Linked DNA regions of Drosophila melanogaster: region 2 is linked to region 1. A link is a contact called in public Hi-C data. All regions are on one chromosome and are shown on one strand. The core of a region is the stretch at or near the end of the contact, and the rest is flanking DNA. Distances in the headings are between cores, read along the strand shown.

The links. Hi-C and Micro-C count contacts between places; a contact is called where the count stands out from the background.
Region 2: a Hi-C map of the Kc167 cell line shows a contact between it and region 1, with 2.6 times the contacts expected there. The contact joins the promoter of wdb here to the promoter of CG3368 in region 1. A contact is called at or near these places in 6 of 107 Hi-C or Micro-C datasets (the Clone 8 cell line, the D17-c3 cell line, the Kc167 cell line and 3 more).

What each region holds. Positions count from the first base shown.
Region 1 is chr3R:27,281,650-27,287,255 of dm6, reverse strand. It overlaps CG3368, which reads right to left and starts at 3,476. Exons shown (of 3, transcript NM_143298.2): 1 at 3,352-3,476; 2 at 1,229-3,298; 3 at 1-1,170. The coding sequence starts at 3,414. It overlaps mrt (martik), which reads left to right and starts at 4,595. Exons shown (of 3, transcript NM_001260398.1): 1 at 4,595-4,639.
Region 2 is chr3R:27,578,655-27,584,777 of dm6, reverse strand. wdb (widerborst) reads left to right here and starts at 2,537. Exons shown (of 9, transcript NM_170340.2): 1 at 2,537-3,189. It overlaps pins (partner of inscuteable), which reads right to left and starts at 1,938. Exons shown (of 2, transcript NM_080260.4): 1 at 404-1,938; 2 at 1-145. The coding sequence starts at 1,690.

The sequences.
Region 1 (5,606 bases), core at 2,227-4,726:
CAGCAGCACATTCCGTGTGTACGGCTTGAAGCGACGAACTCGCTCAGTGACATCCAGCGCGGTGAGCAGCGCTTCAAGGAATCCCTCCAGACGTCCCGCGCTCCACACATGACGTGCTTCGTGCTTTAGTTTCAGCACGCCCGATGTCAGCGTGTAAATCAGTCCCTCGTAGAAGTTCTCCTCCTCCAGATTCGCGGCCAACTTGGCGCTGGCCAGCAGCGCCGCCGGCAGATCGCAGCGGAATTCGTGCGACCGCACAAAGCAGGTGGCCGCCAGTTGGCGGACCTGATCACATTTGTGCCGCAACAAATGCCAACTGAGTCGGCGGAAGCGAATGAGCAGGGGATTTGGCTCTTTCCCGCCCGACGTACGCAAGTGCTCGACCTTGGACAAGAAGGCCAGAAAGAGTATGATGGATGACGTGACCTCCTGGCGATCACAGCACCTCAGCATGTGCTCGCAAGCCTTGGGCAGCAAGCAGCCCAATTCGTCGTAGTCCAGCTCACTGGGTTCCCAGGCGGGTCGTGTGTCAAACTCTGTAGCTTGGCGCTGGCCGACCAGCTTGCCCAGATTGGCGCCAAAGAGTTGAAGTGCCGCATTCGAAATGGTCCATTCGGGGTTGGTGATGTGCTCCATGGCCACCAGCAGAATCTCATTGTAGTACTTGCTCATAGCTGGCCTCAGTTCTGTGTCGCGCACAAGAACGCAAAGGTAATGCAGTACCAATGCCTCCCAGCGATCGTGATTGCTATCGAGACAAACAGTCTCCGCGGTTTGGTTTTCATTTAGCCTCTTAAGAATCTGCTGCACAGCGCGATGGAGCAGCAGCCGCTGTCGTGGATTATCGTTCTTCAGCACGTGAAGGAACATTATGGCGAAGCCGGCACCACGTCGTGTGGTGCTCACTTGACGGCTTTCAGTCAGCAGCTCTCGCTCTAGGCAGTCGTGAAGCATTTGGAATCCCGAATCGCAGCTGTCTAAGCTACTGGTGATGGCACGGGTAAGTCTGCCAATGCTCAAGCCGGCCGCCTCTATGGCTCCTTTGTGCCGGCAAAGCGTCAAAACGGAAACATTAATATTGAGGCAACGACGCAGAGTCTCGGTGTTAACTGTTTTGGCAGACGTTTGCAATTGGTAACACCCAATGCTGGTGGCCAGATCGCAACAGCCCTGCAGAAGGATAAACAAATGATAAGTTTATCAAGAGTTAAGAAATATATCTACGCACCTTCAACGTTAACCAGAAGCTCATCAGTAAGTACTTTCGACAAGCCTCTTCCTCCCCATCACACTTGAAGGAGCTTTCGCTGACCAGCAGCTGGAGACTCTCGTCCATGTCCTGGAAACTGGCTGCTGTGGCTGCCTCTTCCTGTCGCCGGGCGTTGGCCACATTGAGGAACTTGAGAATGCCGCTGAGAATTCTCTCTAGCAATGGCAACAAATCCTCCAGAGGCGTCTCCACTGCCAAGCCAGCCTTGACCACCTCGTCCAAGGCGCAAAGATAGCCAAAGAGATGTCCTCCGCTCTTGGCGGTCTGCAAAGGATCTTCGAAGAAGGGATCTAATTTACCGGTAAGCCTTTTCAGGCACTCATCAAATATCTTTGATCCAGCTTGCTCTTTTGTAACCGCCAACTGTGCGTAGAGGGAAACCAAGGAGCATTGGTCCATATCAGACGTGTGGCACAGTTCGAAGCACCGCTCCACGCACTTTTCACTGTCCACATGGCCCATCTGAATCAACAGGGAGACCGTTAGGTCCAAAGCATCATCGAAACCTTGTGGATTGTTGAGGGTTTCGAAGAGCTGTTGCGCCATTTCCTTTGGACGAAAGACTCCGTGCTCCAGGAGAAATATGCCCATGCGCTGATTCTGCTGAGGACTGCACATTTTTGCATTTTTTGCGACTTCTTCTGCATATAGCGACCTATTTAGGATTTCCAGCAACTTCAGGGCAAAGATCTTGGGTTGATAAACCTCGCTGTGGATGTCCCGCTCAATCAGATGCTGAAGATGTGAAAAGAATCGCTTGATATTCTGAGCCAATGCATGGCCACCCACTCCGATGTCCGCCTTTAGAACCTTTTGAAAGTGCTTGGCCGTGTGATTGATAATCGTTGGCATCTTGCCCAGCATCGTGTTCCGGAACTCTGAGCTTTCCAGACAGCGATGTCGCTCTACAAAGCTGTGAAAGAAATCCAGACAGTCTTCGACGGCAAAGTTTCCCAGATTGTCAACCAGAAAGCGAAAGATCAACAGCTGCGCCTCCGTCTCCATCTGGCTGCAGTTGGTCAACAGCTCGGTGCTGATCTTAAAGAAGTGCAGCTTGGAGGTAGCATATATCTCCCTGGCGAACATGCTGAAGATCAGAATCAGACGTAATTGATCGCTCGGCGACCTTTCCTCCTCGGTGGCCAGGAACTCCACAATCTGAGGATTTGCTTGCAGCAGCTCAAACAACTCTTCCCGCTGTTGGATGCGCAGGAACCACTGCGAATGAAAGTTCTGAATCTCGGCCACACTGCCGTTAAGCAACAGCTCCACACTGGCTGCAAGTAGTGCCGGAGAGCGCTGGTTGCTCAAGCTTTTCACGGGATATTGACTGGCGGCCCGAAGTCCCTTATAGCTCAGGCTGAGCCTTAGGCCATTGAAGAACTCCTCTTCGCTTTGATTCGTTGCCGCCAAGAGATCAGGCAGGGAATGAGAGTTGAGAGCGCCGCTCAGCAGATAGTACTTGTTGCGATTCGTCCATGGCCAGAACTCCACAATCAAGCGAAAGTAGGAGAATGCTCTTTCCGGCTGTTTGCAGCAGTGGTTGTACAGCGTGAGCGTTTCCTCACGGGATCCCGTTTGCGTCTGGCGTTGCAGGCAGTGATAGAAGTGCTCCAACTTCAGCGGAAGGAGTTGCAGCTTGGGGAACTTCTTTACCAGCAAGTTTGTGGCCTTCAGCACGGCCATCAGGCTGGGATTGTTGCGCTGCAGAGCCTCAATTATGGCAGTGGTGCATTTTTCCTCCAGCAGCGCAGCATCGAGACGCTTCCAATGGTCGGTGAGCAGAATGGATTGGAGCATCAGGAAGGCAGTGGGTTGCTCGCTGGTCAAACGCTGGAAAAGATCCGCGAAGTGCGAGTCTTGTAGTTCGTACTTGTGCACTATGTGGTAGTACACACGGAAGCTAATGTTCAGGGCGGCTTGATTGGCACCACTGCACGTGTCCGCCTGCGCCGCCTCATCCTCCTCCGTCTGTATTCGTTGGGCCAGCTGCAGTGCGGCATCCTCCGGGCGGACATCTCCCAGGCCCTAGAAAGAACACAATATGTTACACCTCAGTCCCCGTGCCGTACTCAATTCACCTGCAGGTAGCAGAGGCAATCGCTGGGTCCGATTTTTGGCCGTTTTCCCGGAGATTCCGACATGCCCAATCTCAATTCTCACAACTTTCGTCTTACCACAACCAGGGCTCCACAAAACCGGCCACTGCGCTACGATAATTGCGCGGTAATCGATAATCGATGGCTTTTCGTTATCTAAAAACTTGAAACGCCCAACCGTTGTTGATTAAAAATTATGTTTCCAATTAATGTGACATATAATTTTTATATTTATCATTTATAGCGGTACCAAGTACTTCGTTTAGAGACTCAGTGTTTAAAATTTTCGTTATATTTTGTGAGGGATGGCTGTCTGGTAATGTTAACTAGGTACAGGGTACTGTATTCTGTTTTCTTTTACAGCGTTTTTAAATATTAAAAAGATGATAAATTTTTTTTTTTTTTAATAAACTTTATTAACAACAATCTTTGAATATAAAGCTTTCACAAAGCAGCTGTTTGATACAACCGATAAAATTAATTCGATAGCAGAAATTGCAGATCCGTAAGTTCAAAAGTTTTCTTGACAACCACAGCGCGTACAGGAAACGAGAAAAATATAATATTTTAAAGGTATTTCATGCAATCGATATAACAAACCGAAGACCAAATTGGCTCTTTGTTTTTTCAAGTGAGTGCTCCCTACAAAGTTCGTTATGATAAGAAAATGCATGTGTTTGTGCTCTTGGATTCAATGCTTGCAAGGTTTGCCTCGCGTTTTGTTTATTTATTTGCATACATGAAATTCAGATAAACGTGTGGATTTTCCTAGAACTGGTGCCATGCGTAATTAATGCAAATGCTTTCCGCATTTCCCAGCGTCGTGCTGCTCATCCACAGAGAATAGCTGCAGCCGATTTCAAGTTTCCTGTTCTGGCATCGCTCCCAGTTCGAAAACTCCAGCTTCCCCGCAACCCATCTTTTCGGTCCGCCCAATACTTGTAAATCTAGTTTCGACTGACTTCAGCACATGGCTTTCAGATGCGATACGAGATACAACCTATTCGCATTCTCGGCATCTGCCACCCCGAAAATTTCAAGGAAGCTCGGCTGAATGCGAATTTTTTGAACCAGTATTCAGCAGGTCGCCTATGTACTCGGTGTACATGGAGTTCTTATGCCGCAAAGGGGTAGTTTCTCACCTGTAAGAGGATTCACGAAAACCTTGTTTACCACACAGCTTGGCAGAAGCTCGATTTCCTACTGAGAATCCAATTTACAGTAGTCTCCCGTCGACAAGAACCTGAAATCGAATACCCAAAGGCCTAAGGTAATTCGATATCTTTGCTATTACACAAAAAGCAAGTTATTACAGTCGAGTGCGATTATCTGCGTTCACTTTGCTCTGACTACAGTGCGCACCAAAAGTAATCTCCCACAAGAACTTTGAAATGCTATAGTTAAATCCGTTAAGCCGTGAGTTTCGCTTTATTTTTAAATACTATTGCTCAGTTTCTAAGCTCAGTTATCCAACGGGCTTAAATCTCCAAAGTTTCAAACCTTTGAGCTAACACTCTTAACTTAATCTGCAATATTGAATTTAAAGATTATAGATAGTCTGAAACTTTCCGTTAGAGTCTTCTTCACTTCACGGAGAATGGCAGACGAGCGGAAAACAAAACTTGAAAAATCATTATACTCGATTTCAACATGTGTATACTACATTAAAACTGTAGCTTTTTGCAGTTTTTATTTGCTGTGTGTGTGTGTGTGTGTGTGTGTACGCGCGCGAACCCATAAATTTATATATTCCCCGAAATAACCCCGTTCTTAAAAAAAGAGCGGAATAAAAACGTAAATGGCAGCGAAAGAAGAAAAGGCGAAATAAAAAATAATAGGCAACTGTCTCTCCGGCAATCTCTCGCAATCTCAAAAACAACTAGCGACCATAACCATTATTTGTACCTTCCGAATACGAATACGAATACAAGTACGAACACGAATATATAACGTCGTAGCGCACACGCACACCAGCACAGGTGGCCGTTTATATAGTTGGGTTTTTGTAGGCCCGTTCGTCGCTTTTTCGAGTTTTAAAAATTAGTATTGAAATCGTCGTTAACGGCGACGGTTTGCCTCAGTTTTGACGCTTGAAAACGGTCGTATTTTCCACTCTCTCGCCGCTCTCTCGCTGGTAAGTGTGTGTGCAGTGAGCGAGCGCGTGCATGTGTTTGTGTGCAAGGTGTTGCTCTGCTTGGAAATAAATAAATAGTTCAAGTCGAACGAACTATTTGAAA
Region 2 (6,123 bases), core at 1,288-3,787, 300 kb before region 1:
GCGACCGCGAAAGCATCTCGAAAAAGTCGTCGTCTTTGGCTTTCCTGGTCGCCTGTGCTCGTAGCTTTTCCTCCTGCATGCGCTTTCCATCGGGAGTGATCTTGATCAGGTCCAACTGCTCCATGCTCTGGCGACGAACGCGCACCTGACGGGAAGCAATTAAAGTAATAAATTTAGCTATGTATCTTTCAGGGGTTTCAATTTCTCAGCATGTGCTCGAATCGAAAGTTTAACGATGTGTTTTGGTACAAAGTATAAATATTTACGCTAACATAAAGGGGCAAACACTGCAAGCAGCAGGTGTCCACTTCGAAAAATAGAACAAACGGACTGCCAGTATTGTTTAAAAATATCTCAGGAATCATTCATATTGCTTTATGTTGTTGCAGCTCGTTTCTCTTACCATTCTTCCTTGCGAGTTCTCCGATCCATCCGACTGATTTCCGCTGGCCGAGTGATCGGAGGCGGTGGATCGAGCCTCCTCCTCGGTGGGTGAAGGCTCGGAGTCGGGCATTCCGAGTAGCTTTCGTAGATCGGAGATGTTCACCCTGGCTGTGCTTTCACCCACCGGGTCGTGCAGCTCCTTGGCCAGTTGAAGATGCTGTTCCGCATACTTTAGGGCCCGCTCATGACCACCGATGGCAGAGTGGGCATTGCCCAGTGACCAGCAGGCCCTGGCCTCACCAATTCGATCGCCCAACTCCTGGGCAATGGCCAAGTGTCGATTGTGATACTCGATGGCAGTGTTGAACTCGTGCAGCAACGTGTAGGTGTTGCCCAAGCTGTAGCAACTCTGGGCCTCCACTTCGCGTTCACCCAACTCAACGGCCAAAGCCAAGGTGCGTTTGTAGTGTTCGGCGGCGTCCTCGAATTGTCCCAGGAATATGTGCGAGTTGCCAAGATTACTGTTGGCCCTTCGCTCAGCCGCGCGATCACCAAACTCTCTGGCAATGCGCAGTCGCTCCTGATGATGCTCAATGGCCGCTTGGAAATCGCCTAGTAGGTAGTAGGTATTTCCCAGATTACCACAAGCTCGACCTTGAGCACCACGATCACCCAGATCCCGCATGAGCTTCAGATTCTCCTGGTAAAACTCCACGGCACGGGTGAGCGCCTCCTTGACATCGTCGCCGAACTTTCCAGGGTTTCTCTGACCCAAGTGCTTGCCCTTGGCGTGGTAGACATTTCCTAGGTTGTAAAGAGCGCGTCCCTCGGACAGACGATCTCCCAGCTGCCTGGCCAGCGTTAGGTGCCTCTCGCAACAGATGGCCGCCTCGTCGAAGCGACCCATTACCTTGAGGGTGTTGCCCAGATTGCCAGAGGACTTGGCCTCGCCCAGTCGGTCGTTCATGCTCTTGGCCAGCGTAAGATCGTGTTTGTGGTACTGCATCGCCTTGTTGTAGTCGCCTAGGTAGAAGTAGGCGTTGCCCAGCTGGGAGTAGATGGCGGACAGAGTGCGAAGATCCTCGGTTCCGGCCTGAATGGCCGCCTGGAAGAAGGCCACGCCCGCCCGGCAGTCACCCGCCTTGCAGAGGCGTTCACCCTCGAGGGCCAGTTCCAGGCACATACTGGATCCTCCGTCGGATCCGGAACCCTGCTGGGAGTTGCCGTCGTGGGAAGTAGTTCCTCCTCCGCCCGATCCCAGTCCCAAACTGGACACATTCTCCGCGGACGCAGAGAGCGAGGACATTCTGCTGCGAAGTCTCGCCTTTTTGTCGCGATGCTCCTTTTTGAGGGGCAGGTGCTCTGAAAACTGGGAGTTGTCCACTTTGCGGCGATGTTTTGGGGTCGATCTTTGGGGTTTTTAGCTAGCCTCTGGCTGGTTTTGAACTGCTGGTGGGTAAACTTAACTGCGACAGGTGAAATTTCAGCAATTAAGCGATCTTTTGTACCGTTTTTTTGACTAATTAGTGCGTTTCTGATTCACGACCAGTGTGACCGATTGGGGTCGATGAGAATACCAAGCAGATTAGAAAGAAATACCAACTTTATATGGTATGTCGTTGGATTTAAAAATAATATCTGTTATATTTTGTTTTAAGTCAATTGAACAATTTTAAATTACTTGTTATTTTTCCCCTACAACAAAGATACTATGAAAATTATATAAATAATATGCCTTTACCTCATGACCATAGCTTACATATCAGCAATATTTAGTAGCCCAATTGGTAATATTATATATATAATTACATTGTTTGATGGTTAATGTATGCATGCCGTTTGATTTAAAACTAATTTTTTTTTAACTTTAAGAAAAAGCAGTTTAAATTCATTTATTAGAATTCGAATTAGAAATCTTATCAGATGGTTGCCCTAATTTGAGAAATGTTAGCCACTGCAAGACCATAGCTTATAAAGGATCAATACTTATGAGCCAAGCTAAAACACAATTTTATCATAGTCTTTTCTTATTTTTGTAACGTATTAGTAAAATCTAAAATATATTGGCATAGTTAACATTTATCATTTTCGGTCAACAAGCCATAGCCCTCATCCCTATCAACCGTAGTTGGTAGCCAGCACTTTTGCAGACGCGCTTTGCAACACTAATCGCTTCAAAGATGGCGTCACTTCTACGGTGTCTGTGTGAACGATTCTAGTTGCCGCTGGAGAAAATTCGTAATTCTCGCATAAAGCGCACCTGCCGGTTACCAAAATCGATTGAAAAGCGAACGTCCCATATTGCGGCGCGATAAGCGGGTGAAATTGTGGCAGTGCGTGCGCGATAGACTGTTAGAAAAGCAGTGCAAATTGGAAGTCCGGATGCTCGAAGGTGTGTGTGTGCGTCGCTTTTTTTGTGCGGTTTTCAGCTGCAGTCGGCCAACAGTGCAACGCAAACATTGTGTTCTAAATTACATAAAGCAGGGAATTTCTGCACGAAGGCAACCGAAAAAAGGACTAAAAGGAAAAAATTAGCCACACAAAAGGAGAGCGAGTGCGACAGGGAAGGAGGGATACAGAGCGAGCGAGAGGTCGATAACGATAGCCTTGTTTGGTTATCGCCCTCGATAGGAAATAAAAACGGGAGAAAAACTTGAAAGCAGCGGCGTCTTTCAGTTCGCCGGTGTGCCCGTGCGTTGGATGGTATTTTGTGGTATTTTCATTCATTTTTGGGACTGTAGTGTGACCGTGTGTGGGAGAGAGCCGCCTAAATAGAGAGCGCGACGCGCAACAACAGTTTCTGTGGTGAGTTGAAACGAAACTCACCACGCTCTCACCCAGAAATCTGGCACAGTGGTCTCGAAACAAAAGCCAAATGAGTAATCGCACCTGGGGAATCTAGCTAAATATCAGCACCAAACAATTGAAAGTCAGCTAGATGAAAACAATAACAATAGTAATACTATTCGAAGTACTAATACTAATCAATTGGAGGCAGGCTTTTCGTTTGTGTGTGCCTGCTCCCTCTCGCGTATAGTATATACCCATGTGCCAGAGAGAGCAAGCCGAAAACGAAAAGAGAGCGCGAGAGTCGGACGAAGGAAAAAAATATCGCCACAGTTGCCGTATGCCGCCTTCGTCGTCGGTTGCAAAAGATATAGAAATCTTTTATATACACACATACGCAGTCGGTTTTTAATAAATTCTGCAGCGAAAATTCCAAGCCCGAATAAAGAAGGAGAAATAAAAGGCAACTAAACAAAGCCGAGTGCAAAATTAAAGCCAAATTTCCAAGGCGAATGCAAATTTTTCAAGTGCGCAGTAAGCGGCTAAATCCCCAGACGCAATTCGGTGTTTCAAAAGTTTTAATAAATAAATAAATATGTAATTACGCTCGCAATCCAGCCAGCCCGCACACACACACGCACACACAAATACACGCACGCAATCGGTTAGAATTCGTATGAGCATATATATTTTTTACTTATATTATTTTTAGAATATCGATTTTGTGCCGCGTGCGTGTGTGTGTCTCTCTCGCACCGAGTGTGTGTGCCTGTGTGTGTGTTTGAAACATACATATTTATGATAAGTGTGTGTGTCAAGCAGTAAAATGTGTTAAGAATTATGTTCATATAGACACAAGTTACCTAATCTTACTCCTCTTACCTAAATGAGGAAAAAGGCAAAATAGATGAAAGGAATCAACAAACCGAAGTGAAGCAAAAGATAGAGCAAAGGCAACAGCGAAAAGAGCCCCATCAAAACAGCTGCGCTCTCTCACCTTTTACTCATCTTCCCATCCTCTCTCTCTACCCATTCACATTCTTACGCTTCTCCCATTCCCCAAAGTGCGCCCCACTCACTCACACACGTTCGCCATTAAAGATCTTTGTGTATTTTGCTTTGACACCGCATTTACATGTGTTGACCCCACTTGGACAACACAGCCCCCCCCCCCCCTCCCATTCGAACAACCCCCTCCACCCGCGCGATGCGTTGTGCAAAATTCTCTCGTGAACTACAGTTCTAATTCAATTATGCCAACTGCTATACACACATCCACAGTGAAAACCAGCAAGCAGCGCTAAACCGCCAGCCAAAAGCAAAGATAAAACGAGAAAAAGCATCTCCGTGACGTAGGCAAACGCGAGAGCCGAAACCGAAAACCAAAACTGAAACTGAAAAAACTGAGATATCGAGCAGACGAGAATTACAAACTCTGAAATCGAGAAAGGTATGCCAAGACCAACGGAAGTTGGCCCACAGCGAATTTGATTCAAATCGATGCCATTTTGGGCTAAAAGCTCGCTCCATTTCCGTTCCATGCCTAACCCTTGGATAACTAATGTGCCATAAATGAAACTACTAGAAATTCAAATTCAAAATGCTCAGAAAAACAGGGGTTTGAAGGAAGGAAGTCCATCAATACAATAGAATATCATTACCCCTTTCTTATTTAATTAATAGTTATTATTATCCACGAAACACGTAAACTTAAATATCAATTTATATATACTATAGCACATCAAATTGTTAAATGTGTTAAATCAAACATAATGCCAATTGCCAACGTCACCTCAATATGAAATGTCTTAACGAATTAAATAAATGTGGCCAAGGGGTTAAGCCATAACCACCGATTGAAAGTCAGGCAAATAACTGGTTCTAATTGATTGAGTGATTGCTTGAGGGGGTGGGTCAGTGGGGGGGGGGGGGGCAGAACCTGCTCGGCAAATTAACAAGTTCCAATTGATATATACGTGTGGGGACACACGAAATTCGTCGAGCCTACTCGAAATTATCATAAATGTGTCAAAATGGTAAATCAATTCGAAGGGGCAGAACAACTTTAGCTCTATATAGATATATGTAGCTGTAGCTGTCATCGCGGTGACAAGGCCCTCGATTTGCCCTGAAATTAAGCCATTATATATCGCCGCACTGATCACTTTAATTATAATCCATAATCCATGTAATCCACAAGGCAACCCAAGCACGCCCAGCGTAAAGTTCCCAAACCGAACGTGACTAGGGTGCAATTAAGTGGCGATGAAAAAAAGATCACTTAAATTTTCAGCGATTTGATTTCCAGTTTCTAGCTGACAATCGCTTTTTATTGTTCATCCAAGCGGGTTTGTGTCAACTGGCCCACTGTCTATTTGCCCGTTAACTTGGCTTTGACGTCACGGATTTCTAGCGCTTGCAGGATGCAGTCTAGAAGCAACTCCTCTTCAAATAACAGTGCGCAAAAGTAATTAAAAGTTGAGAGGGGAAAACCCTATAAATCAATACCAGGTTGCAAACTGACTTGCTGTAGATATAACAACATTTTTTTTTAGCATCCCTATTGTTATTTATGTTGTTGTGGCCAGGGCGTTTCGCTGCCAATTTCGTTGTTTGAATTCAAATTGGCAACAACCGACGAACTATAAACTATAAGATTTAATGACCCGCTTAATCTATAAGAGCAAAGTTTCTTCCCAATTCTGAAATTTTTCCACCGATTTGTCTATATTTGGCCGGCAATGAACCATTTTCCCGATGACCGACTTCTCGCTAAGACATTTTCTAGTGCATTTTCCTGGAGAGTTTTAGCTTCTGAGCAATTTTAACGAGTTAACCGAGGTAGTCAACCCAAATAAGTGTCATGCCAGCCAGTGTGTGCAACAATTTGTGAGCTCACTTATTGTGTTTTCACTGTAAAGGGGAAGAGGGGGAACGTAATGCTGCCATAAA